Regions from separate parts of the Danio rerio genome. Here region 2 is linked to region 1. The links are chromatin contacts, called in public Micro-C maps. All regions are on one chromosome and are shown on one strand. The core of a region is the stretch at or near the end of the contact, and the rest is flanking DNA. Distances in the headings are between cores, read along the strand shown. Region 1 holds the start of hdac5 (histone deacetylase 5). Region 2 holds the start of lsm12a (LSM12 homolog a).

Evidence for each region. Hi-C and Micro-C count contacts between places; a contact is called where the count stands out from the background.
Region 2: a Micro-C map of caudal fin shows a contact between it and region 1, with 2.4 times the contacts expected there. The contact joins the promoter of lsm12a here to the promoter of hdac5 in region 1. A contact is called at or near these places in 1 of 18 Hi-C or Micro-C datasets (caudal fin) and 1 of 4 datasets of contacts at active chromatin or transcription factors (caudal fin).

The regions. Positions count from the first base shown.
Region 1 is chr3:21,597,503-21,605,372 of GRCz12tu, forward strand. hdac5 (histone deacetylase 5) reads left to right here and starts at 3,367. Exons shown (of 26, transcript XM_073944357.1): 1 at 3,367-3,539.
Region 2 is chr3:21,728,269-21,736,138 of GRCz12tu, forward strand. lsm12a (LSM12 homolog a) reads left to right here and starts at 2,702. Exons shown (of 5, transcript NM_214817.1): 1 at 2,702-2,836; 2 at 7,020-7,153. The coding sequence starts at 2,710.

The sequences.
Region 1 (7,870 bases), core at 2,117-4,616:
GGAGGCATCCGAACAGATGCCCGAGCCACCTCAGCTTACTTCTCCCGATGTGGAGGAGCAGCAGCTCTACACCAAGCTCCGCCTATGTAATAGAGCCCCTCGCCTTATCTATAAGGGTGCGCTCTGCCACTCTGCGAAGAAAACTCATTTCAGTTGCTTGTATCCAAGATCTTGCCCTTTTGGTCATGACCCAAAGCTTATGACCATGAGTGAAAGTAGGAACGTAGATTGATCGGTAAATCGAGAGCTTTGTCTTTCGGCTCAGCTCCTTTACCACAATGGACCAGTACATCGACTGCATTACTGCTGCCGCTGCACCAATCCGCCTGTCAATCTTACGTTCCATAAAAGTAGAAAAATGCACCTTGAAAGTGCTTGGAAAAGTGCTGGAATTTAAAGTTGGAAAAGGTGTAAGAACCATGTTTACACTGGCTCCCAGTAACATTCAGAATAGATTTTAAAGTATTATTACTTGTATAAATCACTAAATGGCCTAGGACCTCAATACATTACAGATATATTCACTGAATACAAACCTAACAGATCACTCAGATCTTTAAGATTATATAAACTAGAATAATAGAGTTCAGTGAAATCAGGGTAAATGCGCCTTCAGCTACTATGCCCCCGCTGCTGGAATCAGCTTCCAGAAATGATCAGATGTGCTCCAACATTAGGCACATTCAAATCAAGACTGAAAACACATCTGTTTAGCTGTGCCTTTACTGAATGAGCACTGTGTTACGTCCCACAGATCACACTATAAGGACTTTCTTTTCTTTTTCATTCTTTTATAATCAGTTTTAACATATTTTAATCTGTTTTTATAAGTTTTTGATTATTTTTATAATTTTTTTCTTTCATTCTTGTTTGTGTAAAGCACTTTAAATTACCATTGTGTATGAAATATGCTATATAAATAAACTTGCCCTGCCTTGTCTTGATTAAATAAATGTACCCTACATAAAATTGAGACAATTGCATATGGGGTTAAGTTAGCAGTACATATTACTTATTAAAATATAGTTTAGTTTTGATATGTTTGCCATTAAAATTTATTAAATATTTTCATATACAATATAAACTTGCATACTTTAATGATTTTTGGTGTAAAATCTAGTATCCCTTTAAATTTGAAACAATATTTTTAAATAATATGTCTATAAATGTACTTAAGACTTGGTCCAGGGTCACATATTCTTAATCTTAAAGCTTGTATCCCTCTATGACAATATAGTGCTAATTTACAAAAATGTACTGTAGGTGGCTTTCTTATTTGTTTGGCACAACATTAGAGATGTTTTTAGCTGACACCGTGGTCCTTGGTGATTTATAAAAAGCAGGTCATCAGCACTTTGAGAGCAAAACAAATTTTGTCTTGTTATGAGGCAAAACAATTGGCTTGTCCATGAAGATGAACATTAGGTTTAATCCACATTCAGCTAAAATCTTTGTGATGAAAACCACTGAGAGCAGCCTGGCTTTTTTAGAGTGCAAAGATGTGTTAAATACATTAATCAGCCACAAAGATGACAGAGGGAACCACAATTTAAATAACTAAGGGAGTCATATGTTAGTCAAAATGGGTAATTTTGCATACAATGCCCTTAGTGAAATTGTGGCACACACAGGTTTGTTTTTGTGAATTGTGGAGACATTCCATATACATATTTCAAATCAATACGGGTATACATTTCCATAGAATTTATACTGTACTGTTTTCAATTGACTTAATCCTACAGGCCTGTCGCCAGGGGGGTTCGGGTGGTTTGAAAGACCCACCCCTCACTGATAAAGGTCCAGAATTTGTCCCACATGAGCTTGTCCTATTTTAACTGCTATGCTAAATAGTGAAAATAACCCATCAAAAAAAGGTTTTAAGACCAACTGGAATCCTCTGTTGGCTCTCGCTTCGATGTAACTTTAGTTAATCAGTTTTGGCCAGTGCACACTATTATTTTTCATGAGTCCAACATCCGCAAGAAAACATACAATCTGATGTAAGTGAAGTCATATTTCTCTGCTGTATTGCTTTTAAATATAGAAAATATTTACAACTTTTATTCTAAATCTTAAACCTTATTCTTGGAAAAAAATTACCAAAGAAAGGTGTGAAGCACCAAAAAGTAGCCCATATTAAAATTGATTTAAATACTATTTTGGCTATTGTTGTTATCCATGAATATCCAAATTAACTTTTTTACAAGAGAGGAAAGAAAAATGTGAAGCTCTACATTATTATTATTATTATTATTATTATTATTATCAGTTTTATTATATGTTTTAATCATTTTTTACTGAAATGGACAAATTGTGACTGAGGACAGTTGAATGTCCTGCTCAGTTTGTTGTTTGCCTAAAACAGGGGTGTCAAACTCAACTCCTGGAGGGCCGAAGCCCTGCACAGTTTAGTTCCAACCCTGCTCCAACACACTTACCTGTAGGTTTCAAACAAGCCTGAAGGACTCAACTAGTTTGATCAGGTGTGTTTAATTAGGGTTGGAACTAAACTGTGCAGAGCTGCGGCCCTTTTGGAACTGAGTTTGACACCTGTGGCCTAAAATGACAGTAGGCCAGTTTTTAATTTTAAACTTCAACAGATTTCTATTTTTTTCCCCAATGATATATGATGTAATAAATTTGTATTATAAAAATAAGTCTTTTTTTCATCGTATTTCTTCTAAATCTTTAGAAAAAAAAATTTGGTACATCAAAAAGTGTAGTTATGATGACCATCCGACAAGCTACATGTAATTCAGCTAATAACAGTGCTTAAAATATCACTAATATGCAGTATTTAAATCTCATAATTAAACAGAAAATGAGGTGTATAACTGCAAAAAGAACCACCCCTTTCACCAGGCTGGCTATACAAAGGCCAGCATACCTATCCTTAAACAACCCTCACAGGAAACTGTAGTTTAGCTTTCTGGAAAACCCTCATTCTGTATGATTTATGTGCTCATAATTCACCATCTCCTTGTGCATTACCCATGTCATTATACACATATGTGTCCTAATGTCTCTCACACACACACGCACATCCTCTTCTCGCCCACCCCATTCTCCCCACGCATCGCACTAGCCTACTCCACGATCCACCGAGAGGGGGAGCCATCCTCCCCAAAACCAGTTTAGTTCCTGTTCAAAAATAAACGTATGAAAAAATAGAAAACAGCCGGTAAACTGAGGTCATGCTATGTAGCTGCCCCAGGCGCTCGGAGAACATCGTCATAATTAACAACGGTCTTCACCTCGGCATCTTTGACACCCGCGAGACCCGCTCTGCGGGTTGTAATCTGTCTTGTCGCGTGCTATTTTTAGAACCCACAGTCGTGGTCACGTGACCGTCGAGAGCACGTCATTAATGTTGTTGTTGGTGGAGAAGCTGCAAATATGGAGGAAAGAGAGTTGAGACAGGAAAAAATGTACTTTTCATGAACAGAGGGGGGAAATAGCTTCGCAAAAGTGATAAAGTGGAAGACGGCCGCTGAACTAAGACAGACCGTGACGCCGCGCGGAACAACAACAAGTATCAGGTAAAGTAGAAAGAAAGATTTACATCGTCTGATAGTGATGGTTTATATTCTGTCTTTTCCCTCCTGGATTTGACAACCACCGATAGCCGACGGTCCTACCCGCTGGGAAACACGTCGTGTTGACAGACGGTGGTTATTGTAGTGCGTTGAAACAACTTTACACCTTTTGCACATTGGCACTTTCGCACCCATGAACGAGCTTAAACAAACATCAGGAGTTTGTCTGATTTAGTCCGAGCAAAGAAACTATCGCCATTTCTTTGCCCGTGGGAATCGCCTGACGGGATGAGTTTGATATTTTCAGCACTATCAGTCTTTCTGTGTCATGTCCGAGCGGTTAGTACAGTCAGTTGAAGGTTGTACAGTAGAGCCCCGAAGATGTTCCTCTGAGCTGGAGGAGAGGAGATTATATCATATTCATCGTGGTCTTCTTTCATTGCGCAACGCTGTATAAAAGAATCTGGATGTCGGGCGAACACACCACTGTCATTTCTACAGCGATACCGCAAGGTTATTATACCGTTTTACAGACATCAGAACACGAATTGGCTGAAGCGCACGTCTGAAGTATTTTATCCCATGATTAACGCCTATTGTGTGTGTGTTTCGGTTTTAACACAGGTTATGTAATCTTGAGGATGATTATAGGTGAGAGATTAATTCATTTTGAGACTAAACAAAAGCAAGCTGAAATCTTTTCTCACGAGAGGGAACATTCTGTACTTTGGTGCAAGAGTTTGTTTAATTCAATACCATTAGTATCTGTCTGCCTGACTGTTAGTCAATCATTCAGGTTGCTTTATCTTGCATATCACTGTACATATCTTAGTTTTCTTATTCCTACAATGACATTTCCAGTAGTTAAAGATTTGGTTATGTGACAATATCTGCATTCACATAAGTCAAATTAAGGCTGTCCCTTCTTCAGCTTTTCACCTTACTTGTCAAGTGGGTTGACTGAGGACTCCATGTAATCAAATCATTTCTCAGTCCCCCCCCCCCCCCCCTCCTTATTAACTCATCATTTTAAGTCACGACTGCAGCAGTCCCGTGAATAGATTTGTGTATCGCTCATGCACCTACACTGACATTCTGTGACAGATGATTGACTCGTTTGTCGTGATTTGTGTGAATGGAAGGTGATGCCACGATAGCATTGTTGTGTGAGATCAGATGGGTGTAACAGTGAGCAGCACATCATTGTAGGTTTGTGTTGCTCGGACAGGTTCAATTATGTAACATTAATTGGGTTAGCTGAACGGCAACAATTATTCTTTTGGTTGCACTTTATTTGTAATGCTTCTGAGAATCTAAGCGTATAACTTTTAATGCTTTTTTTATGTGTGCATTTTGAAGATTATCGCTTTAATGTGTGTTTTAGGCCAACCATTAAAGAAGCTTAAAAAGCTGTGTTTTGCCGTTTGGGATGTGAGCGGGGTCGGCTGATTGCACATATGACCATGCTCAAGGATATAAGCACAATCCTCCTTAGTCACGTTTATTAGTGAGTTGACGGCATTAGTTATTTCCAGGAAATGACGCCCTTTTCACTGCTTATGGATCTGGTGAGGACCACCATCTGTTGTCAAAGAAGAAAAAAAGTGTTCCTTAAGACTTAGCATTGGAAAAGCAGTAGATACACAGATGCATCTTTGTAGTTTTCGAAAAGTATGAAAGGTTTATGTGATCAGGACTGATTTGTTATGCAAAATCAACTGGACTATTTTTAACCTTAACTGTTATACTGCTCTGTGACTTAAACATGACTATGTTTTATATAATGTTAGCCTAAGGTGTGGACATTAAGAAAACATAGTTGAGGATAGGGCTGCTTGATTAATCAAAAAAAGATTGTGATCTCGATTCAACCCTAAACATCAATCTTAATCCAGGAAGTAAAATTTGCATGTATGTTTTTTTTTTCTCAGTGATGGCAGCCATGACATGAACCGCTTAAACATAATAATTCCGAGTTATGAATAGTTGTATTCTGATGTAATCACTTTTCTGTGCATTAAGAACCAGGACAAATTTAAAGTCTATACAAAATGTAGCATTTTAACCAATAGCAGGTCTAACCATTGGCCTAATGTTGTTATTGTTGTTTTACCATATGTTTGAGATATAACATTAATAATAGGCTACATGTATTAACCTTTTTCTACAGAATCGTGAGAAATCGTGATCTTCAGTTTAAGCAAAAAAATCTTCATTTTAAAATTCTCATTTTAGCCAGAATCGTGCAGCCCTAGTAGATGATTTGTCATAAATTATTTGCACCCCCATCCTGAACACTTTCCCCAGTATTTTTTTATCTAACTGCTGTAATAGATTTACTTAAAGGAGTATGTGAGATTTCAAAGCCTGTAGACTTTAATACTTTGATTTAAAAATAATTATATTTAAGTTTTTACATTTGTCACTTCTCCAGCTTCTCCAGTTCAAATTCCCCATTCAGGGATCAAAGAGTAAACATGAATTTCTTCATGACAGCGACAGAACAACATATCCCTTTGCCTTATTTTACATCATCCTTATCCAAACTATATGCAGAGGATAAAAAAGGAGGGGGGGCTATTAACAATAAAAATAAACTCTATAGAAAAAAGACATTAGGTTGAATGGGTGTAATATATTCATTTGATTTAAACCACAAGTCAACAAATTTATCTTTTTGGTTATGTACACTATATGTAATTTTCTTCATAATGATTATATTTTTCAAAATATCTATCAGATCTTGCATTTGTGGTGGATTAGGTTTATATCAGCATCTAGTAATGGCTTTTTTACTTGAAGCAAGGATGACTCTAAACATGTATTTGTATTTTTTATTTTGAAGAAATCCATTGGCAGCATACCCAAATAAAGTATCTTAAAGCTGAAATCAATTGGAGTATTTATGATATTTTCTAAAATACTACGTATCTCTTTCAAAAAACTTTTAATATTAGGACATTCCCAAAATATGTGAAAATGATTAGCGTCTGATCCGCAGTGCCTCCAACAATTTGAGTTCCCATGGAATGACATTTTCTGTTTTGCAGTAAGGAAAAAACTAATAATATTTCTCCAGCAAAATTCTCTCCAATATGAAGAACCGGAAGTAACTCATTGTAATTTACATATATTTAGCCCATCCTTATTTGAGATGATGGTACCACTTTCTTTCTCCCATTTTTCTTTAATGTAATACTTTGATTTTCAAGAAAAAATTCAAACCCTGTGGTGTTTGCTGGGAAAATTATTAGTATGTAACTTTTACATGTCTTCCCAAAAGTTCCATAACACATGAAACAAATGCTTAACGCACAAATGCATAAAGCTTAATGTCTAGCAACACCCCTGACTGTTCCAGGCAAGTTTAATTCATGAGTTAATTCCAAGTAGAAGGATTTGACATTATTGGTTGTAAATGAATTTGGCTCTTGGGTTCCATTTGCAATGGAATTCAAACTGAAATTACACCAATGATTTATTTTTTGAGTGTACAATAACGTGACTAACTAAGTAAGGTGTTAATTCAAACTAAAACACACGCAGCCAGCTCCATGTAGTCTAAAAAATATGTTATAGGGAAACTATCATTGCAGTTTAAATTTGATTACCCCACATTGCTGAAAATGCTGGGTTCAACACAATCAATTTGTGTTGAAACAACATGAAGGACTTAAGTTAACTTTTTAGAATTAGAATTAGAATGTTACAATTTTAAGTGGATTGAACGTAAAACAATTAAGTTGTCCCAAAAAAAAAAAACGAAATTATTGTGTTGTTGCCAAACAATTTAATTATTAGTTTGAACAAACAGCAAATATCATTTTTTGAGTGCATCTGAAAATAACACGTAGGTGTGATTTTGCAGATCTTGTTTAATGTCCACATCTCTATGATCAGAGTCTTCATACTGTAGCTGCTAGTTTCTCACCACTGTCATTTCTCTGAGAGGAAAGAGTGTTGCACATATTTACGTATTCATCGGATTGTTGAAAACTGAATCACCTTCAGTTAATGGTCAACTGTTGGTAAATGTCTGTAAGGTTAGTTTGTTTGGTGTGTTCCACATGTTGTCTCTTGTCAGGCTCATGTCAGAGAGAGTTTGCCAGCTTCAACATTCATTCATTCATTAATTTTCTTGTCGGCTTAGTCCATGATCATGGGTCGCCACAGTGGAATGAACCGCCAACTATTCCAGCATATATTTTACGTAGCGGTGCTCCAAAATCTCATTCTTGTCGGCTTAGTCCCTTTATTAATCCGGGGTCGCCACAGCGGAATGAACCGCCAACTTATCCAGCAAGTTTCTATGCAGCAGATGCCATTTCAGCCAC
Region 2 (7,870 bases), core at 1,452-3,951, 130 kb after region 1:
GCAAAATCCTGATGGGACTGCAATTGTGCCAACATTCTTCAAAATATCTACTTTTGTGTTTAACAGAATAAAATGCTCATAATGGTTTAAAACCACATGAGGGAGAATAAACAATGAGGCAATTTAGATTTTCGTGTGAACTACCCGTTTAATTCCAGTGGCTCTTGATGAAACATTGAGCTTTAATAAAGTGAAATGATTGGTCTGTGCAGGAAATCGATCGTTATTTACAGCATGATTTATTTTGGGGTGAATTGTCGCTTTAAACAAGGCACTGAGGGAGGCTGTTCATTGACGTTTTCCACTGCAGTCTCTTTCTCAATGACCTTTACACTAAGAAAAAGAGAAAAAACAACGACGTGAGCGTGAACAGGGCCTTACGATGGACTTTGAGAAAACCTCTGTACGTGTAAAAGACATTCGCCATGGAAGATAGCTTTACCGTCTCTGCCACATTTTTTGCTATTGGGTAAATATGTATATTTATTGATAACTCATATGTTGTGTATATGTAGTGACCTATGATCGTCGAGGTTCAAAGAGTGCTTGTATATTTTTTGACTTTTTTTTTTTCTTTTTGGAAAGAGCGGTTGTGTCTCCTTCACCGTCCCTTCATTTCTTTGCTGTTCTTACATCACTCTGTTGTGATTGGGTGTTTCAATTCGTGAGCTCTTTTAACCTTTCGATTTTTAAGCTCCTTCTTTTCCTCTCTCTCTTTCTCGTCTCTCTTCTGGTCATATTGATATGCAGAAGTTCTCTGAAATTATCAAAGCACATTCCCTGATTTATTGTGTTCTTTCGACGCTTTCATGTTGCGACAATACAAAGGTGTGTATACTAACTGCTACACACGTGTATATAGGGTGCATATATGTGTACACATGTGCAATACACGCTATTTGAGCAATCTATTACTGTGACTATTAATCATTAAAAATTGCTGTCCCTTTGACTCCTGCTGTTCGTCACTTCTTTGTAGTAATGATGAACTGTTTAATGCTCTGTATATGGCCGATGGTGATGCAGATGTATCCGTCCTGTCCAGTTATATATTTTCTGCATATCACCTTCAATTTCTGAGTTTATTTATTTGTGACAGCTGTTTTACTGAAGCTCATTTACTTCAGCTCGTGTTTATGGCGTCTTTACAGATTTTTCTATATTTGAATGGCCGTTTAAATGAATGATTAATGGTCAATACTAAATTGTTACTTTTATTAATGCAGTTTAATTATACATGTATTTATAGCTATATTTATTTTGGATTGAAATAAGAGAAATAGAGATATTATAAGTATTTTATAATAAATATAGTTAATAATTATTTAATTCTCATTGCAGTTGAAGTCAGAATTATTAAACCCACTGAATTATTAGCCCCCTTTTTATTTTGTTCCCCAATTTCTGTTTAACAGAGAGAGTTTTTCAACACATTTCTAATGATTATAGTTTTAATAACTCATCTCTAATAACTGATTAATTTTATCTTTGCCATGATGACAGCAAATAATATTTGACTAGACATTTTTCAAGACTCTTCTATACAGCTCAAAATGACATTTAAATGTTTGCTTATGTTAATTAGGTTAGCTAGGCAGGTTAGGGTAATTAGGCAAGTTGTTGTATAATGATGATTTGTTCTGTAGAATATCAAAAAAATATAGCTTAAAGGGGCTAATAATTTTCACCTTAACATGTTTTTTAAAAGATTAAAAACTGCTTTTATTCTAGCCAAAATAAAACAAATAAGACTTTCTCCAGAAAAAAAATATATTATCAGACATTCTGTGAAAATTTCCTTGCTCTGTTAAACATCATGTGGGAAATATTAAAAAAAAAAAAAAAAAACTCTAAGGGGGCTAATAAGTATGATTTCAACTATATATATATATATATATATATATATATATATATATATATATATTTTTTTTTTTTTTTTTTTTTCATATAAAAATGTTTGAGATAACCTTTTAATGTATTTAATGATGCATGTGGCACGTTTTTTTCTGCATAACACTAAATGTTAAAACAAAATAGCAAACCTAAAGGCTATATATATATATATATATATATATATATATATATATATATATATATATATATATATATATATATATATAATCTCAAAGAAAATAAATAAAATAAATGAACAAGTGTTTTAAAAATATCTAAACTTTTTAAATAAAAACTATTATCGCTATTATTTGACATTTTTTGTTCAAATATTTTTTTTATAAAAATATGACAATAATATTTTATTCTAAATACATAATATAAACAGCAAATAATTACTGTATTTTACTGTAAGTGATGCAAATAAATATTTTTCTGATTTAGACAAAAAGGCATAACAAATGGCTATGATAGCAGGTTTTCCCCACTGTTTCAAATTTCAGTCATTTTAAACAGACTTTTTCTGAAAGAGAAAAAAACACCTCATTCAGGTGCCAGAAGATAACCGCTGTCTCCCATATCATTTCAAAATACTCGTCCGAATAAAGCAGGAGGCGCGGATGAATGAGTGCTGTAGTAAATATATTCACGATCCACTACTCCATAGTAAAGTGGGCGTGACCTCGCTTGCGGCGGGTTTTTTTTGCGTCACTTCATTCATTCACACGCCACGCCCACCCACTCGCGCTCCCATCCCGTGCTGACGCGGCTGCGCGTGTTTACGTGCAGCGACTGCTCCGTTTCCTGGCGGAGAAGATGGCGGCTCCTGGACCAGGAGAGTATTTCAGCGTCGGGAGCCACGTCTCCTGCCTCACCTGCCTGGGGCAGCGCTTGCAAGGAGAGGTCGTCGCTTTCGACTACCCGTCCAAGATGCTGACGTTGAGTATCCTTTTGTCGTCGCGGCTTGTCATTGAATCGTCGGGATTCACAACTGTTAGAGGCCTGGTTTGTCAAAGAGGTTTGCTGCGGGGTGAAGTGAGTCCACCAGGCATTCGCTTCCGTGTTTCGCGCATGTCGAGTCAGGTGGTGCTCTTTTGGATCTGCGATTGGTTGCCACGTTTATAACTATGGCTTTTAGTTGATGGCCTGCAAATATTAGCACACATTTGGACTCGGGCGATAGGAAATGTAGATTTACTTTGATGTTTTTCAGCAATGTTGTGTTTTAGACGTCGTGTAAGAGCTTTTGTGTAGTTCTACTGGGTCCTCATGTTCAGAAAACACTCGAAAATGTCTGACAAGAATGCTGTAATGAATATTTCCTAACTTAGATGTTTTATAGATTGTTTGATTGCTGGTCGGTTTAGCTCGTGTGTATAAATTGTGCGGTTTTAACGCTCACAGAGACCACATGGAATTGACATTATTTTTGCTGCGGGGTTTTTGATTCATTCAAATGAGTCGAATCTTTTGAATCAACTCCCTTGTCGTTTCTGTAGATTCTGTTGTCATTGGTGGTAGCAGAGTGTGTATAAGTATTATTTATATTTCATAGTACGTATGCCACTTGCTCTTATATTAGTGTAATTGTCATTTTAATGTCACATAGTCGTCTATCATGTTTGCGAGTCCCTAAAGCTTCCCACATTAACACATGCAATACATTAAACTTACTGTTTGACATATTATTTTGTTGGAAAGACAACGAGATTGTGCACTGAGGTGAACTAGAATGATTCGTTTACATAAAAGATGCTCAACTTGACTCAGTCGACCGGGTCCACGAATCGTTTGCCTGATTCATTAACGAACATACAATGATATTAAACAGCTGTGGAAATAAGGCATGTAAATCCAGAAATGTCTGCAAAATTATTAAATCTAGCCCTATTTAGAAACCTATGGTGCTTGTCTCCTAAACAGGAGGGTTTGGCGCGTTTATTTCCAGCATCAGTCTTAGTCACTAATGGAGGTGAATGAGAGTGGACAGGCTGTCAAGCACACATTGCTGCTTTTCCCCGCACGCTTCTACGCATGCGTGCTCAGGGGGCGTCAGCTAGCTTGCCTTGAACGCTAACGTCTCTCTGCCTGACGTGCAGTAGTATGTGTAATGTGCACATCACAATTAGGCATTCTAGTTTGCGTTTTACATGCATCATTCTCTATTTTTATTATGGTTTTGGTCATGACGAGTGGTTTTCTTGCTAACCTGCTAATGTGCAGCCATTCATTTACATTAAGTCACTTCATGTCATACTATTTAATTTAGTCGTTTGTACTAACTTATATAGGGAGAAAATCTTATATAAATATACGTATAATATAAGCATTATATTTAATATTGTATTGTGAGATTACTCTTTCAGATGGTTGGCCTAGTCATGTATTTTATTGGTTTACACAAGTGATGATTAACCATCTTCACAAGTCTCTATTAACTGAATAGTTTTGACCAGACTGACATCTGTATATGTGGAGCTTTCCAGAATCAGTAAGGACAAGCTTCTATTTTATTCGTTTAACATGTAAACACACTCTTTGCAGCTCAGCAATTAAACAGACAAACAAATGGTTTCTCTGTTTGAGGGATTCGTCCCAACCTTCTGCATCAGGCCGTACTCACACTATGTACAGTTGCCTCGAACCGGGCCAAAGCACGCTTGTCCCCCCTCTCGTCTCCCCCGACGGCCCGCACTCACATACATCCGGGCCTGGGCACGCTTACATCATTGCTGCTGCGCTGTTCAGTGAGCGCTCTCGCTCAGCACAGTGGAGATTTCTCTAGTTATATTGTTTAAGTAGTATGATATGCAGTGTTATGCAGTCAAATATTTCGCCAAACTCTCCTTAGGGATGCGGTGACACGCAGTCAGATATTTCGCCGAACAGATCTGCCAACAGTCATGAAGTCCTCGTGCTGCAGGAATGAGGAGGTGTGCTGAAGGTGCTCAGCTGTCGTGCATTGAGGTGTCTGTGTATTTAATAAACTATGGCAGTTTGTGTTCATTGAACAGTAAGATTGATTAAAAAATCCATGAAACAGTCCCTTAAAGTCACGTCTTGCTTTCAGTTTTGGGCTTTGGCGCATTTTGCACTCACAAACGTACCGCGCCAAAGCCCAAGTTAACCATGCTCAGGCCCACCTCTTCCAACTGGGCCAGTGCCGGCCAAGTGTTCGGATAGCATAGTGCGATTAGGCCCTCAGTTGTCCATCAATTTTTTTTGTATTGATTGGCGGCCTAAATCAAAGGTTACCATACACCAAATTTGTCCCGCTGGCCCAAGTTTGGATATCTTTCCTCTGTAATATGCATTTAGAAAATAGATAAGTTGTGTTTTTACTTTATGTTGGCTCAAATCACAGATTATATTTTACTCATAAATACAAATCTAAAAACAATTGGGTTATGTGTTTAAGTAATTCTAGACAATAGTTTTGTACAGTTAGCATGGAAAAATTCAATAGGTATTCCATCAGCGCCTCAGTTTCCTCAGCAAGTTGAGAAGTTTTAATGTTAGTACACAGACTTTAAACGTGGCATATAGATCATTAATATTGAGTGTTCCCACATATAATATTGTTTCATGGTTTGTTAACGCAACATTTATTTTATAACGCACAAATTATCGATCAGGCAAATAAATTAACTGATCACAAACAACATTCGCTGCAGATTCAATTTGACTTCTGAAAAAACAGAATATGCGATTTGAAAGATAATACACATCCCCTTCACTCAGTTTTTGAAGTGTTACTATCAGGATGCAAGTTTAAAATTCCTAGAGCCTATAAGAAAGGCTTATTAAAAAGTCGTTCATCCCAATTGCAGTTGTTGTAATAAATTGGATCACTGTTTAATGTGAATGGTGCGGTTGTTAAGAATGATCTGCAGTAATATGCATGAGGCTAATTTAAGTTTTTAATTCATGTTGTTGTCTTGATGAGTGTTGCTGTTATGTGAGTGCAGTATGGTTGCATGCAAGTTACCAGTGTTAAGGACGAATTTTCTTTCAGTGCCAAGCAAAGTGAACAGTAAAGTTTAAACTAAAACTAAACAAAAAATGAATGTTTCTAAAATAATTCAAGATGTGTTTTGTGTAAAAATCTACATTATCATTGTATGGCTTCCAATACAAACTGCTTAAAAGGAGCCCTAAACTTCTGTGTAAGCAAACATATTCTGAGCTAAGAACCAGCTGAACACCTGGAGTCAGCTTAAACAAAGTTACATTTGCTGACAGCACTATCTTTGCTGCTTTGGTTGTATTCCTGTTTTTAGAATAGTTCTGCGACTGAAAACAACATTTGATCTGTTTGTTTAGTAGAACTACCTCCATTAAACATCATCTCAAACTATCCGAATAACTTAAAATCGGCATTAACTCATCAGCCGTGAACACACTCAGTCTGCTGTCGGTTGTATATACGGCTCATATCTGATTGCAGTCTGTCATGTTAGTAATCAGACTCCGCCATGACACTCATCTCATTACTGACAGACATTCATTCAGTCATTTTATCCTGTTTGGTAACATGAGAGGCCACGCATGAAACCAGAGTAGAGACATGCATGGTATGGCTTACAGCTGACATGTCGCATCGGTGGGCCCTTGTCACATTTCCGCATTTCTCAGTAGTGGAAAGGGTCATGGCATGCTTGGGTAAACTTAGAGCGCAGTGAATGGGAATGTACCACCAATATATTTTGTTACAATCCTATTCGCTGAAATAATGAAAGAGGAAGGTGTTATCAAGACTTTCAGAAAAGGGCTGATAATGGCAGCCAGAAGAGAGAACAACAAATGTACTGTCCTGCTCCCATACTCTCTGTGTTTCTCAGTACTGGGTTGTGACTGGAAGGGCATCTGCTGCGTAAAACATATGATATAATAGTTTGCGGTTCATTCCACTATGGTGACCTCTGATAAATAAGGAACTAAGCTAAAGGAAAAGGAATAAATAAATGAATATTAAAAACTTTCAAGGATTTAAGATGCTGATAAACATTAAACACACCATAACAGTCTTGTAAAAAGGATGCACTATTGTGAGCTTCTATCTCTTTCTCTATTGCATTTTTTATGATCAACGCATAAATGCCAGACACCTTGACTCATGTGACCAGAATGTGCCCCGTCCAGCGGTAAACCCAACCTTAGCGATGTGATGCTTGTTAACTTGGCCTATGTGTCCGAGGTGGACATCATCACTGACCGTGCTGAAACTCCTCCCCCTTTAGCATCTCTCAATTTTAACAAGGTAAGTCCATTTATTTTGCTTAAGCCCCTTTTACACATACAGACCTTTCCGGAAAATTACCGACAATTTTCCTGAAAGGTCTGTATGTGTGAACAGGCCCTTTTTGTAAATACCTGTAAATTAGTTCTGGCTATTTTCTGGAAAGAAAAGTTGTAACATTACTAGTAATTTGTCGGAATGCAGCGCTGTGTGAACGCAGAAGGAAGATTGCCAGAAAGTGAGCGTTTACGTCTAGAACGTGCTGACATGAGGCGTCTACTTTAGCCAATCAGAACACTCAGATGCATTCACATCTGCATGGTTTGAGAATAAAAGCCTGTGGATATGCTTCCAGACATATTTAGCTGCTAGATTTTAATCAGATAACGTTTCTTTGTTCCTTCTTAATGCCAACTGTGTATAAAAAAAATCAATTAAATGCTTATGATAAGCCATTGTTTGTTTACCTTCAAGCTCTGACGCGTGCGCACGTGAAGCAGCCGGTGAAGCATGCATCTTGACATGCGAAAGTCTTCCTCTATTTGTATTCATCTAAGTTGTTCTCGATAATGATCTAACCACAGAGTTTGTAATGAAGTCATATGTTTATAAATACAAGCGCAGCCGTTTAGAGGTCTTACCTGGGTAATGATGTCAGAATTTACAGGTATTTTGGAATAGATGTGTGAATGCTCTTTTCCATAAAAATTCCGTAAAGTCCTTGCCAGTGTGAACAGT